2 separate regions of the Hordeum vulgare genome follow, and region 2 is linked to region 1. The links are chromatin contacts, called in public Hi-C maps. All regions are on one chromosome and are shown on one strand. The core of a region is the stretch at or near the end of the contact, and the rest is flanking DNA. Distances in the headings are between cores, read along the strand shown. Region 1 overlaps LOC123425593 (importin-5-like). Region 2 has its middle 67 kb from the start of LOC123425597.

Region 1 (4,382 bases), core at 1,166-3,665:
ATACTTTAGACTGTAGATTCAGTCATTTTGCTTCGTATGTACTCCCTCTGTTCCTAAATATAAGACCTTTTAGAGTTTCCATTATGAACTACATACGGATGTATATAGACACATTTTAAAGTATAGATTCACTCATTTTGCTCCGTATGTAGTCCATAGTAAAATGTCTAAAAGGTCTTATATTTAGGAACGGAGGGAGTAGTACATAGTGGAATCTCTAAAAAGACTTATATTTAGGAACGGACGTAGTAGATCTTAGGAAAACCATATGATTTTCAGTCCTACAAACCAAACAAGCTCTGTACATAAAAAATCATACGGAATGTAATCCTCCAAAATTTCTTTGATATCCTTTTGAACCAAAGAGACATATTTTTGTTTTGCTATCTTTATGTTATATTTGATGATGTACATTCCATGCACAACAGCATGTGAATTGTCAAGTGAATGAACGAGGATATGTGTTTGTGATTCCGATGATTTTTTTCCTAGCTATCGAATTCAAAATCAAACTGAGATACCTCTACTTCTGCTGTGAATGTGTACTATTTTTTTGTCGTTTAAATTGAATCAATTATGCTTCTCAGGTCATTCCAGCATGGCTTGGCTGCTTGCCTATAAAAGATGACAAGATTGAAGCAAAAGTCGTGCATGATCAGCTTTGTTCAATGGTGGAGAGGTATTTGCTCTTTAGTGTTAGCATGGCAGGAACAGTAGAATATTTCTTACATTTTATATAATCTGTTTTTCGTGTGCAGATCGGATGCACTGGTTCTTGGACCTCACAGTCAGTATCTTCCTAAAATAGTTTCTATTTTTGCTGAGGTAATTTTGAATTATGTGCTTGCTCTGTTAGTCAGTCATCTCCAGTTAGGGGGCGTTGTAGTATGGCTGAATGAAATAATGACCATGAAACAGTACGTGCGTTTTGATGTATAAATTCATGTGATTGATTTATTTTTTAAGTTTGGGCCTAGGTCTCAGCTTTTAGCCATGCATGGTAGCGGCATACCTTTTTTATCCAGCAGTACATCTTTGATATTTAATCTTAGTTTTGTATGAAGAATTTAGTAAATGATTGGTTACTTCATTTTGTTTTATGTAGGTTCTGTGCAATGGAAAGGAGCTTGCAACAGATGAAACTACCACCCGGATGATCAATGTTCTGAAGCGGTTTCAGCAGACACTGCCACCTGATTTTCTTGCGTCAACATTTTCCACCTTGCAACCACAGCAGCAGCTCATGCTACAGTCCATCCTATCCACATAGTTCTCTTCTGTTTTGTGGCTGCAAGGTTGAGGCTTGCTTTTCTTTCCATAATTCGTCATTGGTACTGTCAACCAATTTTTTGTGTTGAATCTTATTCTGGGGGAGTTCATTTGTGCATGCATTGGTCGCTTCAAGGGATTGGTGGTCGCCATTCCATATGGTTTTTGATGTAGAGTGTATATTATCTTGTATTCAAATATGATTTTGGGGCTTGCTGCGTCAAAGATGTAAGGGAAATGGCGAAAATTGTTGTCGGTTGAGTTGAACAATGGTGCATCAGTTTTGGTAATGAGATTGTTATGTTTTTGTGTGATGATCCTCGTATGCTCTATATTAGTGATGATTGTGTTGCTTAGATATTTTCTTCTTTTAGTCAAGATTCTTAATATTACTCTCATATTGCGCAAGCTATAAAGAAAACAGTTAACTAGCTGCATTAACTTGCTAAGCTAAGGCTCTGTTTGGATTCGAAAACCGCAGTATTGGATGATACAACACATGTATTATTTAAAGGGGTATTTTAGTTTGTTTTGACCTCTAGTGGTGTGTGCATTTCCACTGCTTGATTGTATAATTCAGTATACTGAGCTCCCCTCTATGTTATGCCGGATTGTGTTCCTGCCTGCCAAACTTCCCAAAAATCCAGGTAACCATTACCAAAATGAATAAAATACCAAACCAAATACAGTCGTGCGAGTAACCTTGTTTGGTGTCTAGACGGTCTTAAACATTTGGAAACAACTAATGGTTGAAGCGATATTCAGAATCCAGGTGCATGCACCAACGGAGAAGAGAGGAATCGGCAAAAAGAAATACCCAGGGCACCTTTCAGATAATCTTCCTGTATCAGGACCTGACATCAGGAACTGCATTTGAACGGTTCGTCTGAGATAATAAGCTCCCCCGAGCACGCCACTCCCCCCTCCATGGCTCCATCCACTCCTGTCCTTCGTGGCCTCCTCTCAGTTTCAGCACAAGACAAATCTGAATCGAATCTACACCAAAAGATGCGAGAAGATGCTCCTCCTGACTTTTTGCGCTGCCCAAAAAGTGGTATTTTGTCTCGTCCGCGCGGATAATCTACGGGGCTGGACAAGGAGACGCACATTGACAGCGACAAACAAAGCATCTCCGCCGCTATAAAACAACCCGTCATTAGGATGGGCCTCCTTGGAGCCTTCTCTGGGCTCATAAAATATGGGTGCACCAGTCTTATACGCTCAATCAACGAGAGGACTTGGAATATAGGCAGCGTGGCTGCTGCGCAACTTGACAAAATTCACCTTTTTCATAGCATGAGCGTAGCACGACTTTTAAATTGAAATGGTCCATCGTTTTGCTCCATGCCTGAGACGCAATGTTGATTTTTGGGTGCGGATGACAAGGACCTGCCCCATTAGACTAGCACTGGCGTCTCTTTTGTTGCTGATGAGACTAGATAAGAGCTCTTGTCAGCAAGCCTAGTTGCTTCAACCTTAACCATCTAATATTTGTAGGGTAAACTGAAAGACTGATAAAAGTTTATGTTCTTCTCGAGTTGTAAACAGTGGTATCACACATGGATAATCTTCCTTATAATCGCTCTAAATTATCTTGCTGATGATGTTAAATGAAACGTGCCAGTCTGCGAAATATTAGGTAAAACCTTGACAATAGTGCGTAACACACTACGCTTAGGCCAACTCAACATTTTGGTGAAGTGAGGGTGAGACAAGGCAACAAGAGAGGGTCATCGTGTTGCTTGATTCAGAGACAAGTTGACTGTGCATATGAAGGACCAACAAATGAAACAAGCAAATGGTGTACTTGAAGCGATCTTCACTACACCACGTCCTAGAATGGAGGGCAAACGAATGCCAGCATTAATAGTTCAAAAATGTCAAACATGTGTAGAGGAAGCCACTAGCAGATGGATGTCAAACTATTATCGACACGAAAATATCCCTAGGCAATGGCAAACAGTGTGCGTCTTTAATGTCTCCACCGGCCCTTCATATCGTGTTGTTTCACAGACTGGTTGTAGTTGATATCAGCTTGATATAAATATATGTTATACTCTATGGCAACCGTAGCTGGCCAAACGGGCTGGGCTAAACAGGTCGGCCCGTGAGCCCGCCGGCACGACACGTAATGGGCCGGACACGACACGACTTAAACGGGCCCGTACTAGGCACGCAGCCCGCCTCGGGCCATGCCTGGGCCTGAAGGCTGGGCACGCGGGCCGGCATGCCATGACCCGTTTACATTTTTTATTTTTTATTTACACACACACACACACACACACACACACACACACACACACACACACACACACACACACACACACACACACATATATATATATATCCGGTTAATATTCGTGCCTGGGCGGGCTGTGCCGTGCCGGACCGTTTACAGCCGGGCGTGTCGTGCCGTGTTGGACCGGCCCGTTTGGCCAGGTATGATGGGAACCATTTCGAGACAAAGATCAGCTCGTGCTTGTTCGGGGTTACGACAAGGAGATCCACTACCCTGATATTTTTCAATATTGTGGATGATAGGCTGGCAAACCTTACCGGTTGCGCAAAAGATGCATGTCAATAGTGGGGTGGTGTCACATCTCATGGATGGTAGGCTTTCCATCCCCAAAATATGTTGATGACACGATTTACTTCAAAAAGGCAAAAAATCTTAAGCTTGTGTTGTGTGCTTTCGAGCAGTTTTCTAGTTTGAAGATTAGTTTTTATAAAAAATGAATTGTTCTATTTAGGACAAGTCCGAGAAGAGACAACCCCATATACCCATTGTTTGGTTGTGTGCAAGGCAAGTTCTCGTCCTGGTATTTTGGAATTTGGATACATTATCGTAGACTCTAAAATGTCTATTGGAATCATGTGGAGAAGCATATGTAAAAGGGCCCGAACAGTTGAAATGGAAAGTCCTTGTCCTCTCATCCTCTCGGAAGGCTTGTCCTCTTCAACTATGTGCTCCATAACTAGTCCTTTACATGCTCTCGTTCTTTGAAATTCCAAATTGAGTTCTGCATAAATAGGGTTGCTTTAGGCCCATATTATTTTTGACAGAGTGGTAGAAAAAAAATACCGGCTTGTAGAATAGGAGGTTATTTGCCGCC
Region 2 (4,282 bases), core at 1,018-3,517, 530 kb after region 1:
TCGCTCCCGCGCATTTCCAGCCATCGCCACGTGCCGCGTTCTAAGCGTTTTCTTTGAATTCTGTTTTATTTTTATTTTTTCGCACGCGTTTTCGCTTTTTTAATGTGTTTTATTATTATTATTTTGTGTTACGGTTTTTCACCGGTCTTTCGTAACTTTTGGATGAAAAAAATCGTAACTTTTTTCGCAAAAAAACACATTTTATTTTTTTTACGTGACAAAACACGTTTTTTGTTTTTTTGCGAGAGGCACGGTCGCGCGTCTCGAAAAGGAAAAAAACGTATTTTCTGTTTTATTTTACGACAAGCACGTTTTTTGCTTCCGCGGAAGACACGATTTTGCCTTCACGAGAGGCATGCCCGTGCCTCTACTGAAAGGAAAAAACGCTTTTTTTTACGAGAGGCACGGTTTTACTTCCGTGAAAGGCACGGTTTTGCCTTCGCGAGAGGCACATCTCCGAAAGGAAAAAACGTGTTTTCTATTTATTTTTACGAGAGGCACGGTTTTGCTTCCGCGAAAGGCACGGTTTTTTCTTCGCTGGAGGCACACCCGTGCCTCTACTGAAAAGGAAAAAAAACGCGTTTTGTGCTCATTTTATTTTCTGCGAGAGGCACGATTTTGCTTCCACGATAGACACGGTTTTGCCTTCGCGAGAGGCACGACCCGTGCCTCTCGAAAAGGAAAAAATGTGTTTTCTGTTTTTTTATCGCGTGAGACACGGTTTTTTCTTTCGATTTTTTCATGAAAAAAATGTTTATCAAAATCTATCAACATGAAATCTAGTTTTGAAGATCTCGACGCGAGAAAGCCAACGGTGAAAACGGTTCGAGATTTGGACGCACGGTTTAGGAGATAAAACATTTTAAAAATACGGATCTACAAAAAAAAGGAAAACTCCCAGGTTACGACAAGTGGCACTGTGAAGGTGGGAGTACTCGTTGGAAGGTGTATTCACTAACTAATGATTTCGTGTGTTTGAAGGCACCTCTTACTAGGCACCTTTAGCGCTGAGGAAACTGAATGTCGCTCACTGTAGCGCCGAGTTGGTCCAGCCTAGTAACATGCAGCACAACCAACTTATAAAAGCACGAAAAACAAAAACAAAATGTGTGCCACTTGTCGCACCCCGTAAAGGTGGGAGTAATCGTGTATTCACTAATTAGTGATTTCGTGTGTTTGAGGGCACCTCTTACTGTGCGGCTTTAGCGCTGAGGAAACTGAATGTCGCTCACTACAGCGCCGAGTTGGGCCAACCTAGGAACGTGCAGCACAACCAACTTATAAAAGCGCGAAAAACTAAAACAAAATGCGTGCCACTTGTCATAGCCTGTCAAGGTAGGAGTAATCGTTGAAAAGGTCTATTCACTAACTAGTGATTTCGTGTGTTTGGGGGCACCTCTTACTAGGCACCTTTAGCGTCGAGGAAACTGAATGTCGCTAACTATAGCGCCAAGTTGGGCCAGCCTAGAAACGTACAGCACAACCAATTTATAAAAGCGCGAAAAGCAAAAAACAAATTAGGCTATCCATAGGATTCGAACTCACGTTGTTGCGACCAAGTATGAGTTCAGCTATCCCTACTCGACTGTTCTGACAAATAATAGAGCCAACCTGATAAGAACACACGGTTGCGCAAGTTATTTCACAGTACTATGTAGTATACCACTGAGTTTTTTAAATTATTTGAAGACAAATTATGAGTTTAAAACGTCATTTTTTAATTGAAGTTCACAAAATTGAAAAGAAATCATCAATTTATTAAACAACACTCATCATTTTTGAAAAATGTTCGTGAAAAAAGGGAAAAGCGTTCATCAAATTTGGGAAACAATCCACAAATTTGAAAAGAGTTCATCAAATAAAAAGTTCATAAATTTGAAAAAGAATTTATAGAGCAAAAAAAGTTGATCTAATTTCAAAAACTTCATTGATTTTGTAAAAAAAGTTTATCAAATTTGGGAAATGGTCATGGTTTTAAAAACGAAGTCTACGGATTAGAAGAAATATTCACGTGTTTGAAGAAAAGATTCAAGGTGACGTATACTAGTCGCAAGTCGTAAGGCATCCTGTAAGTTACCGCGTTGCCTGTCAATTTTTTTTTTGTGAGAAAGCCTGTCATTCCTAGAGGTCGCTAGTTTGGTGCTTGGCCGGCCAATGTTTTTAAACTTTTATACATAAGAAGAGAAAATGATGTACATGGGCCGTCCCATGGCGGATGAGGTGTGTGCGCCGGTTGGCACGTCAGCCTATATCCGGTGCCTGGACGCCGAATAGTATTGCCCGCGTTTGGGCCCAACACGACCGAACAAACAGAGTCCTGATCCGACCAGCCCGTACGTGTCCTAAATTATTCCAAAGAGAAGCGCATCCGTAGAATCTCTTCTCCTTCTCCACGCTTTCCCCACGTCGACGGCGCACACAACCTACATATACACCTCCGCTTGCGCCGTAAGAAAAACCCTCGTGAGATCATCGCCTCGTCGACCGTCGACCGTGGTCTCCGTATGCAGCCGGCCGAGATGGATTCGCCCGTCCGGGAGATGCAGGAGATGGACGAGTTCGTGCTCGTCCCGCACGCCGCGGACCTCTGGTCGTACCAACTCGACGAGGACGACGATGACCACGACGCGCGCTTCCTCGCCAGCAACGACGAGAAGACGATCGACGTGAACCACTTCGCCTCCGAGCCCACGCCCCACGCAGCAGTGCAGTGCGGCACGAAGGAGCCGCCGGCGCCGTCCGGCTCGGAGAGCGAGGGTTCGGTTGACGTCGAGGAGGAAGCGGTCGACGGCCTGTTGGAGAAGGCGTCGGATGCAGACGAGGGCGGGGAGGTGGTTGCTGACCAGAAGCCAGAGTGCAAGGACTGGGAAGGCGACCGCGGTCACGGGTGGCAGCAGCACGCGGTCGGCGTGGTCTGCTCCGTGGGGCTGGCGGCGGCGGCCACCGGCCTGGCCCTGCTTCTCGGCGGCCACCAGCAGACGCCGCACAAGGTCCACTTTCGGGGGGTGGCCGGTGATAGCAAGGTACTTAGCATAAATTTCAGGACGCATATCAATTGTAGTACTATTTTTGTACTCAGCATAAATTTCAGGACGCATATCAATATATATATATATATACACACACACACATACGGTTAACGTGACGGCATAGAATAAATTTCTGATGATGCCGCTCAACTTTTTTCCAATGCAGGTGCCTAAGGTTTCAGCAAGGCGGGACGAGAGGCTAGACCAGAGGATGTCGGTGCCGCGGTTTGAGCATGCGCCGGCCATGATCTCGTTCGGGGGTTCCTACGGCGGCCACATGTTTTGATGGGATCGTGTGCCTATCGATCGTGTCGTGAAGAACACTGGTGCATATTACCTTAGAATTAGGAATCAAATTCGTCGACTTGTTAGAAATATAAGGTCATTTTGAATGCAGTTAGGACTTTATTTTGGTGCTTACATGTAACCGGTAGACAGCCCGCGGTGAAATTAATGATGCTCCGAATAAGCATGGCACCCGTAGGGTATGGGTAGGGGGAGCCTTCCCATACCCTCACACACCCCGTCTGATATTATCTATCACCCTTATCCATATCCGTCAACGGGTATAATTCTTTTCCCATATCCGTTAACCGATAGGGTGAACGAGTATCCGCCGATAAAATTACCCATATTTGTAAACATCAATTTAAACAACTTAAAGTTATAAAATGCATTCTATCGTATATTTTACAAAGATAGATTATAACTATAAACATACTTATAAAACAACATCATATAGTCATAAACAACAACACATAAGTATACACTTTCAATTCATAAATTATTGACATACTGTAGATTGTAGAGATAATTTTGAGTTTACATAGATTTTATATGGGTATATGGGTATGGGTTATATGATCTCATACCCGTACCCGCTCTACCCGATGGGTTTCAGATCTTTTCTATTCATGTACCCATGGGTAAGTTTTTATCCCATACCCTTACCCTAATAGGGTTTTTACCCGCAGGGTACGTGGGTAATGGGTATCCATTGTCATCCCTCTGAAAGGTGGAGTAAACACATTGGTGAAAGCTAAGAACATCTCCAATGCTGACCCTAAAGTGGACATTGTATTTGTCGGACAATGATAAAGGAGCCGACTATCCAACTCTGCTCGCATACATTTCAAACAAGATTTGAGCAAACCGAACGATTTTTATGCAAACCACATGATTTTTATTTAAACTGGATTATATTCATTATATACTTTTACGTATTTCACTAAAAAAACGTCTGGACTAACCTA

What was found. Hi-C and Micro-C count contacts between places; a contact is called where the count stands out from the background.
Region 2: a Hi-C map of leaf shows a contact between it and region 1, with 2.9 times the contacts expected there. The contact joins two enhancer-like sites. A contact is called at or near these places in 2 of 6 Hi-C or Micro-C datasets (leaf and seedling).

The regions. Positions count from the first base shown.
Region 1 is chr2H:146,173,431-146,177,812 of MorexV3_pseudomolecules_assembly, forward strand. LOC123425593 (importin-5-like) reads left to right here. Exons shown (of 20, transcript XM_045109283.1): 18 at 588-679; 19 at 759-825; 20 at 1,106-1,583. The coding sequence ends at 1,270. Among protein-coding and RNA genes, the nearest start is that of LOC123425593, 11 kb to the left of the region's middle. Within about 2 kb of position 2,416, at least 2 of the 3 cell types and tissues checked have open chromatin away from gene starts, as enhancers often do. A contact at or near this core is called in leaf, where this site is marked.
Region 2 is chr2H:146,698,899-146,703,180 of MorexV3_pseudomolecules_assembly, forward strand. No RefSeq gene overlaps it. Among protein-coding and RNA genes, the nearest start is that of LOC123425597, 67 kb to the right of the region's middle. Within about 2 kb of position 2,268, at least 3 of the 3 cell types and tissues checked have open chromatin away from gene starts, as enhancers often do. A contact at or near this core is called in leaf, where this site is marked.